2 separate regions of the Anas platyrhynchos genome follow, and region 2 is linked to region 1. Evidence: chromatin contacts called from public Hi-C data. All regions are on one chromosome and are shown on one strand. The core of a region is the stretch at or near the end of the contact, and the rest is flanking DNA. Distances in the headings are between cores, read along the strand shown.

What was found. A called contact is a pair of places that touch in the nucleus more often than the background predicts.
Region 2: a Hi-C map of liver shows a contact between it and region 1, with 1.8 times the contacts expected there. The contact joins the promoter of XRCC5 here to the enhancer-like site in region 1.

Annotation. Positions count from the first base shown.
Region 1 is chr7:6,777,763-6,782,642 of IASCAAS_PekinDuck_T2T, reverse strand. MAP3K2 (mitogen-activated protein kinase kinase kinase 2) reads left to right here. Exons shown (of 25, transcript XM_072040554.1): 17 at 1-2,982; 18 at 3,141-3,624; 19 at 3,838-3,973; 20 at 4,064-4,157. Among named protein-coding and RNA genes, the nearest start is that of MAP3K2, 51 kb to the left of the region's middle. Within about 2 kb of position 3,387, at least 8 of the 8 cell types and tissues checked have an H3K27ac peak or open chromatin away from gene starts, as enhancers often do.
Region 2 is chr7:6,870,857-6,875,249 of IASCAAS_PekinDuck_T2T, reverse strand. It overlaps XRCC5 (X-ray repair cross complementing 5), which reads right to left and starts at 1,642. Exons shown (of 20, transcript XM_072040626.1): 1 at 1,623-1,642. The coding sequence starts at 1,625.

The DNA of each region.
Region 1 (4,880 bases), core at 2,138-4,637:
GCTCTGGGTACGAGACTCTGGGTTTCCTGTAGAGTACTTAGCAGATGTGAAATTGTAGTTGGTACGTTAGTAAACATGGTACTGTAATAAAAGTTGTTTACTTTCAGTACACAGGAATATTATCTAAGCAAATCAACAGACTTCTCAGTGAAGCTGATATTGTTTCCATTAAATTCTTTCCTGTTTTCTTTTTTGGAAAATCCTAATCCTGCCGTTGTCTTGACTGAAAGCCTTCTTGCAGCACCTGTAGGTACAGCGCAGTATAGCAAGCCATTCTTTCAGATGATAGAGCAAACTGTAACTGCAGCTTCAGAGACTTGAGCAAATTGGTCAGATCTACAGTTATTTATAGTTAATTTCTTTTTAATCTTGAAAATCTGTCACGCATATAGAAAAGCAGAATTTGTGTGCTTGAGTGTAAGTCTGTATGGTGTTTCTGGAAAAGCGAAAGTATTACTGCTGGTATCATTTCTTGCTGGTAACTTGCTGTCTTGTGTTAATGACAAGCCTGCAGTGTAAAACCACATAGAATTACCAAAGCTTTTCTATTCCCATATACATATAGCCAAAAGCGATGTTTCATGGATTAGTACTGTTACTTATAGATACACATACTTATATATCCACCAGTAAGCTTATTGCTAACTGAATAAAGCAGGTACTAGTACATAGACACCTCCCATGTTTAAAACATTTGGGTGTTTATATTTGCTGTTTAAATGCACAAAATTCATGACAGCATTAAAAGGAATTTTTTTTTTTTTTTAGTAACTCTTTTTAACTTAATCTTATTTTTGTAATTCTAAAAATAAGGCATAAGCTTGGTGACTAAACCTGGTGACTTTTTGTAGCCAGGCTTGAGCTTTGGGACATTTGAGGAACGCCATCAAGATAAGTAGATTTGTGACCTGAATTGCTCTGTGCACCATAGTAAGAACTTTTCAAAGCTGCTGGGAAGGAGTCTGCTTTACACCAGAGCCAGATGTCACCCACAGCTACCTGGGTGTACGCTGCCTTCAGGAGGAGCCACAAACCCACACCAGAGGGGGCAGAACTGCTACCAGCCTGGTTGCTAAATCGGTACTCTATCAGAATACAAAGGCACTCTTTTCATTTCCAACCCCTCGGTTTATTTTTCTAATTGGCATAACCTAAATGCTGGTTAGGTGGCAGCCACCGAGAGCTCCCCATTAGGGCTGGAACTGATGCGGTGCAGCTTTAGCACCCGGCCCTGTGCCATGAAGTGGGGTGCAGCAGCTGGGGCGGTTCTGTGGGACCCCCTGCCCCGTGTTGGGGGCACGGCCCCGTCTGCACCATGCACAGCAGCTGCCTGGCTTTTCTAGCAATAGATATGTACCTGTACTTGAGGGGTAGGATGGATGGAGAAAGTAAAATTTCTCATCCTTCAAAGAAACAATGCGAGTAGTCTCGCTTTGGTTAGGTCTTAGGTTTTCATAAACTTACTTTCAAGGGAGAGGAACTGGATAAAAATACATTAAATTTGTACCTCGGGGTTCAGTCCTTATTTTGAGTCCACTGATGAGGATTGGAGGTCAGGGTCTTCTGTCAAGAGATACAAGGAAAAGGACACTTTAAGTGGATATTCCCAGGAAATATTTCAGTTGTTCACGTCGCTTACCCCAATAATAGCTGATCCTTTTCCCCAATGGTTATTTAATGTGGGTTTAAAAACAAAAGTTGTGTTTTCTTTTCTGAACAGGCATCGTCTTGCCAGTTCCCTAGTGTTTGTTTCTCGTTAATAGCAGTGTAAAGGTGGTGTCACCCCCAAATCTTTAACGGTTTATCAAAGCCTAGTGTCTGTCATCTCAGACCTCACAGGAGTCGTATAAAGGAATATCACTGTATATATGTGGAGGAGACTTAGGTAAATCGGAACGTAGACTTTTAGTTTTCATGAAGCTATGAATACAAATTTGTAAATTTTCTCTTGATCTAATGTACATTTTTATGTAGCCATTAAATTCTCTATTTAATCTATCAGTTTCTCACTGTAAATGTTTTTACTCTCAGTTGAATGCTGGGCACAGTTTGTAATGTATGTACACAAAGGTGTTTTTTTCTATCAACGTTGACTTTTTTGCACATTTTTGGAAATATTTAATTTGTACACTGATTTAATACTCTGACCAATTGTTGATGGGTGTATGAGAATCACGTGTGTGTGCAATGTACTACTGTCTGGATGTATGGTTTTTTATTACTTTTGAGATGTTGCTATCAGTAACTGCACTGCTGTTGCTGCTTTACATGGAATATCTTGTGTATAAAAAAAAAGGAAAAAAAAAATTAAAAAACTAGCCTATGGTTATCTTGGTTGAGGAACTCAGGAGCCGAGCGTCGCTTGCCAGTTCCCTCTGTGTCTGCGGTGACTGTGTGTGTATATATCCCAGTAATCTTATTCCACAATTTCATTTCTACATTTTTATGAACTTGTTTTTTAAGGGTACTATGTTTAGTTAGAATAATTAAATATATAAAAGCTTTGAGAGATAATTTACTAGATGAATATATTTTCAGCTGGCTGATGTTCAGAATATTTTTTTAATTTTTCGTTTTTAACCATTCAAAATGTATTTGTATTTCCAGAATCAGACACGAATTGTACTTAGAAATATATTAAAACACTGTAGGGACAGCTGTGTGCCTAAGAGTTTTGTATTAATATTAAAAAAAGAAAAAACAAATCAACCTTCCCTCCCCCCACACCCGTCCCCTCAGCCCCTTCCCGCCTTTTCCCCTCAGCCCGTTCCCGCCTCTCTCCTCCGGAAGTGACGCAGCGCCTGGCGGCTGTGGTGGCTGAGGCGGCTGTGGCGACGGCGGCCATGGGCAGGGAGGAGCGGGGAGGGGAGGCCGCTTAGGCCGTGCCCTCGGCCGCCGGGGAGCTTGTGGAGGACGGCGGCAGCGAGCTGGACGAGCACGGCGCCGAGGAGTGCCGGCTGCGGATGCTGCTCGGGGTGGTTGGTAGGTGCGCGGCGGGCGGGCCGGGGCCGTTGTTTCGGGGGGAGGGGGCGCTGAGGGTGGTGGAGGCCTGGGCAGGTGGGAGAGCTGGGTGGTGGCCAACCGCGTGAAGTTAAACGAGAGATAAAAGCGCCGGGTCCTGCACCTGGCTGTACCTACAGGCTGGGCGAGGAGATGCTGGAGAGCAGCCCCGCAGAGAGGGGTCTGGGGGCTGTGGTTGACAGCAAGCTGAATGTGAGCCAGCCTCGTGCCCTGGAAGCCAGGAGGGCCAACCATACCCTGGGGTGCACCAAGCATGGCATTGTCAGCCAGTCGAGGGAGGTGATTGTTCCGCTCTGCTCTGTGCTGGTGCAGCCTCACCTCGAGTACGGTGTGCAGTACAAAAAGGACGTTAAACTGTTGGAGAGTGACCAGAGGAGGGCGACAAAGATGGTGAAGGACCTGGAGGGGAAGACATACAAGGAGCATCTGAGGGGACTGGGCCTGTTCAGCCTGGAGAAGAGGAGGTTGAAGGGAGACGTCATCGTGGCCTACACTTTCCTCGTGAGGAGGAGTGGAGAGGAAGGCACCGATCAAGAGATACGTCTTGGCAGTTCTTTATTTTTCCCCACTCGTGCCATTTTAGAGAGAGATCATCTGACCAAGGTAGATAACATGAAAGTACGTGATGCTTTTGGTGTGAGGCGTTTTCTAAAACTTCAGATTGTCATATTTTTTTTTTTTAATTACCTCCCCTAACAGAGGGTACTTCAGAATGCATCTGGGAGAGCTGTAGATATGAGCACCTGTGCCCCTCTTCCTATGTATGATTCTGTTGATTAGTTCATCCAGATGTTTTTCTTTGTTCTTTCCTTTTAGATATTTCGTGGAAAGTACTGATCCTGATGTCATTCAGCAGCTTCTGCAAGACCGTGTCATTAAGGACTGTTGCCTGAGAAATGCTGAAGGTGAAAAAACAGAGCTCATTACAGAGACATCCACCAGTAAATCAGCAGTATGTGTGGCAAGTTTTAAAGCAATTGAAACAAACGTTGGAGAAATTGTTAAGTAGCTTGGAGTGATTATTGTGTGCTTGTTTTGTCAGCAGTCACTTTCAGTTCTGTCAGCAATGCTCTGTGCCTCGTTAATCAGCTCTGCTTCAATGTTTGTGCGGGGAGCATCTCCTAAAGATCCCTAAGGTACTTTGGTTAATTACACCAGCAATGCGATTTCTCTCAGTCCCTGAAATTTAAACTTAATTTAAAATTAATAAATCAATATTTCTATCATTTAATTGATCGTTTTAATTAGTGTTTTTATTAATTAACCATTAATTAATAAATGTTATTATTAATTAATAATTTTTATTTAAAGTTAAATTAGTAATGTTCAAAGTTTAGGTATTGTTCAGTATAACTAATATTGAGACATTGAGACCATTGAGACATTGGAAAGTGAAGTCTGAGCTGCCTTTCTCCTGAATGACATGTACATTGATATTCTTACAGCCAATGTTTTGAAATAGTACTCTGAGATATTGCTAAAGCAAAGAATCAAATCAAAAAAATTGATGGCTGGGAAATATTAATACATGTACAGCTGCTTTGCTTATTTGTGTGGATCTCCTTGGCATGCTATTGAGAAGTAGCATCTTAGTGTTAGGTCAGAGGTTGGACTCAATGGTCTTGGTCTCTTCCAACCTAGAAATTCTGTGGTTCTGTGATTTCTTACCGACTATTCTCCATGGCCATAAAAGATGTCTAGTTCACTCTTTAAGTGCACTTCTTGCTAGGTGGCAGGAGAGGGCAGTGCTGCTGTCTGATTAGGCAGGGCATGGCCACTGCAGGTATTACTCTTTCACGGTGCCAGAAGAGAGCGCAGCAGTTCCATAAACAGCTGCAGTCTGTTAAAGTAATTGTTAA
Region 2 (4,393 bases), core at 393-2,892, 94 kb before region 1:
CTTCCCTGTTTTGTTACAAGAAGGATTGTATTATCCAGAGAGTTGCAGCTGGGACCCAGCTGCTCATGACAGCTCTGCACAAACGTGAATGGGTTCAATGTAAAAGCAGAAAGATGACTTTGCCTTTCTCCCTCTTGGAGCCAATGCCTACAGAGTAAAACTTTGGATAAACACCTGGTAGAAAGGGCAATACTGTAGCTTTCTAGAATCTAGCCCAATAGTTTTATTGAAATACATATGCAAACCAGAACTTTCCATGGAAGAATTAACTCTGAAACCAGGAGAGGCATAGGTAATGACTGCATAGGTAGAGGTGGGCACTAACAGGAATTAAGAACTGAATTTCCTAAGGGCAGAAAGGAAGGAGTGCAAGGACAGTGATACTGATCAGTTTCAGGAAACAATCTGAAACATGAAATATGCAGGAAATCGACACACAAAGCAAAACAGAGCATCAAGGCACCTGTCATCATCTTCCTGCATTGGAGCTTCACAAATAGTACGAGGTATGCACAGTTACCTTCCCCTCAAAAGGTCTTTCCAAACGCCTGCAGGCACAAGCCAGATCTGTGCTGCAGACCAGCACCGGTATTTATGATGGCTGATCAGTGATTGCTGATGGTCTTCCTCAGAGGTGCAAACCTCAGGCACAGAGTTTGCTTAGTTGCTTCTGTGGGAAGCACCTGCGGGGAAAAGATCTCAAACACTGGTTTTAGTCTTAAGAAAAAACAGCCTTTCTCTTCAAGCTCTAACCCTGCTGCAAGTCCACGGGGCCTGTCCTCTGCCTGGCTATGACTGACAAACACTTGGCACATTACAGAACTACACCTTTCATAAAGGATTCTTTTTTTTTTTTTAAGTGGGGATTTAACAGTTCCCATCTGTTGGTCTACCTGCTCAGTCCATTTCCATTTTAGTTCATGCAATGAAAGGAAATGATTTGACCAGGAAATGCAGATAAATTATTGTGCTAGGAAAACTAGAAAGTAAAATAGAAGGGATTGTACTATACCATCCAGCCTCACCTTAAAAAAGAAAGGGAAGGAAAATGTAGTGAGGAGATATAATAAGCAACAAGAATGCATTGATTTAGTGTATCCTGCCAAGTACATTCCAGCTTAAGGGCTCCCAGACTGTGGCAAGTAGAAGAATCACCGCTGATGTACAGACTACCCGAGGAGCACACCCAAAATTCCCAGTTCCACACCACCACAGGGGAGACAGGAGACACTTCGCAAATGACTCCACAAATCCTTCTGCACAGAACTGAGAGGTTCTGAGGCCCCACATTCATAGTTCCTCTTCCAAAAGAGGACATGACTGTGCCTTTTCCTCCTCACTTCCCCCCTGAAGAAGCTGCTGAATTTATAGCCTCCTCTTTCCCTTTAACCAGTCCCTTTCTCTTTCCTAGATTTCTCAGTTAATGCACAGTTCTTTAGCAAAGCAAAAGCTTCCACTGGACGGAGTATGCCAGCAGAGGCCTTATTAAGCGCCCCAGAGAAGGAAAGTGTGAAATCACAAGCTAGCTCTATTTACAACCCATTTTTCCCCACACAACATTTGCTTTTCACACTACCATGGACTCATATTGAGAACAACAATCTTCTGTAAAATGCATGTACCATTCTGCAGAATTGCTGCCCATCCAGCAGTTCTTCCACCTGATGTTAGTAATTCCCAAAGAATAGCACATTTTCCTAACAAGTTGTGTTCTATTTTTCTTTTAGAGCACTTATGAAACCTGTGAAGATTTATTTTTAGTTCTAATCTCTGCCACCATGCTCGCTATCCCTCTCAGTTCAGCATCATTGTCCAATATCAGATATTCTCTCCCCATCCTTTTTAAAGGTAGATGTTAAATTTGTGATCTCACCTACCCCCTCTTTTCAAGGAAAATCATTATTAACACTGAGATTGCTTTAGGCTGTTTTATATTTGCCTTGAATGAAACTCACTTGGCTCAGCTGATCTGAGAACACCTCTGCTGTTTAAGTACCACTTACTCTTTTCCTGTTGAATCCCTTTTTAGGATTTATTGAATTAGCTCAAGTGGCAGAAGCCTATGCTGTGGATCCCAAGGCTTCAGCCCAACTAATGACCCATGTCAGGAAGAGATGATATAAAGGAATTTCAACTGCTTAACTTTGATTGCTTTAGTGCCTTTTTCTTTAATGAGTAAAGAGAATTTTTAGGTTACGAGGCCTAGCTCCAAGAAATGAGAAATTCTGACATTAGAACTTCTCTTGTAACTTTAATCTAATGCTTTGCGTTTATATATTGTGATACTGATTTGACTATGGGAGCAGGTACTTTATTGTCCTATAATGCCATAGCCTTGTTCAATATGCGTTCATGTTCTGTGCTGTGCACTAAGAAGTCCTAGGACTTACCTCATTTTTTAGAGGAATTAGAAGATGTAGTAGGAAAGAGGAAATTCTTATGACTGTGATATCTGAAGGGTGCTTGAAGAAAGAAATCCTCTGATTTCCTTCAACAGGTTGCTAATGTTCTGATTTACAAATCACTGGCACCCCTGTTTCTTGCCAGTAGGCACTGGTTATGTGAGTTGTATTTTCTTAGTGCTTAGTCTGAGATATCAGTCAGATCTGTAAACATGCTGAGCACTCACAGGTGTTCACAAAAAGAGCTTTATTTTCAACACAGAAAATGCTAAATTATGCTAAATTCTGGGGGGAAAAAAAAAAAAAGTAAAAATCAGCTGCATTCTGAAAAATTAGCTCAAAGGGGCACTTCAAAGATATTTATGCCTTTTAAAGTCCATGTGCCTTTGTTGCCACATATAACTTCATTGGGATTTATGTCACATGCTATTGCCAAAAACAAACAATTGGTATTTATGCGAAGATTTGGGATGTTACAGTGGCATGTATTATTGGGACATTGCCTTGCATGAGCTGTGATAAAAGGGGTTTGACCACGCTTTGAAATATGAGGGCTAAGCAAGATGCTGGATTGGATTCTAGTTAAATGCTTTTACATGCCCCACAATACAAATCTGGCAAAATATGAGTCAGAGAAGGTATAGCGTGAACTCTCATGAGCGAAGATTGCTTCGGGACACATTCCGGTAAGGAACATGGGGGGGAGGGATTAATTTTATATGGATATCGTTAAAATTGTCAAGATGTAGCTTCTCAGTATCTGCCATTGTACCTTCACGATGTACAAATTTCTTTTGGTTGTATTTATACAGCAGGAGAAAAAATTGTATTTTTTTTCCCCTCTGTTTTTCAGTTCAGCCACTGGAGGGCAACATGAGCTCAGTCACCTGGGCAGATGAAGCACCACAGCCTGGAGAACTCAGCAGCAAGCACCCAGCCAAAAACAACCAAAGTCAGAAAAGGAATTTCTGCAGAAAGGTATGACAAAAATCAGACGATAAATATATTCTAAAAAAAAAAAAAAAAAAAGTTTGTATCTTTACATTTCACCTTTTTTTTTTTTTTTTTTTTTTTTTTTTTTTTTTTGAAAGTCAATGTAAAAATTTCTTCCTACATCTAAACCTATTAATCTTAAGTTTAGGATGTTTTCATGAGTTCTAAATCACTGGATTAGCCAAAGCGTTTCTAAAGGACATCATGCAAGGCCCACTCAGCCTGGTATCACAAGAGGTGAAATATTTCACACTGCTAAGTAACTGAAAACCTGAGACGTGTTTCTACTCTTGAAATAATTCTGGCTGGCAGACTTTTCTGGATTAGTTGTTGCAGCATATGATTTCTTTGCTGTGTTTTAGAAGACTATCAGCTGTGTACACGTGATTTTCTTTAAAATAAATATAAATAGTTTGGCTAAAAATACAGAAGAGAAATAGTTTGGAGCCCAGAGCATCTGGGTTCCTGGAGAGGACCTGAAAATTCATGTCAGATACTCTTGTGTTGGGAAAAGCAAAAAACGAGCAAAAAAAAAAAAGTATAAGAATGTTTGAAAATAATAATAATAATAATAAAGTCAGCCTTTTAGGAAAAGGTACAAAAGTACAGAGTGGATGCCAATAAAAAGAAATGGCACCTTAAAAAGCAAGAGAAAACACTGGCTGCTGTATAGGGTGTAGCAAAACAATGTTTTGCCCAGGAATCTTGTATTGGTTACTATTGGGTTATCTCAGAAGCCAAATCTCATCTTGCTCTCCCCATGCTCTTGGTTTCACAGTCTTCCTCGCCTCTCTTGTGCTGTAAATTTTTGTTTGTTGCTGTTACCAATGCAGTGGTGTTTTTGGAAAGCACTTTCCTGCAGGGACATTGTTCTGGACAAAATAGCTAAGATAACTCACTGCGTGACAGATTGGCTCTGTGACTGCAGCAGCACAAGCCTTTAGTACCCTCCCTGTTCCCCAGAAGCCCCCCCACCAGCAACACGTGTGTATGCCCAC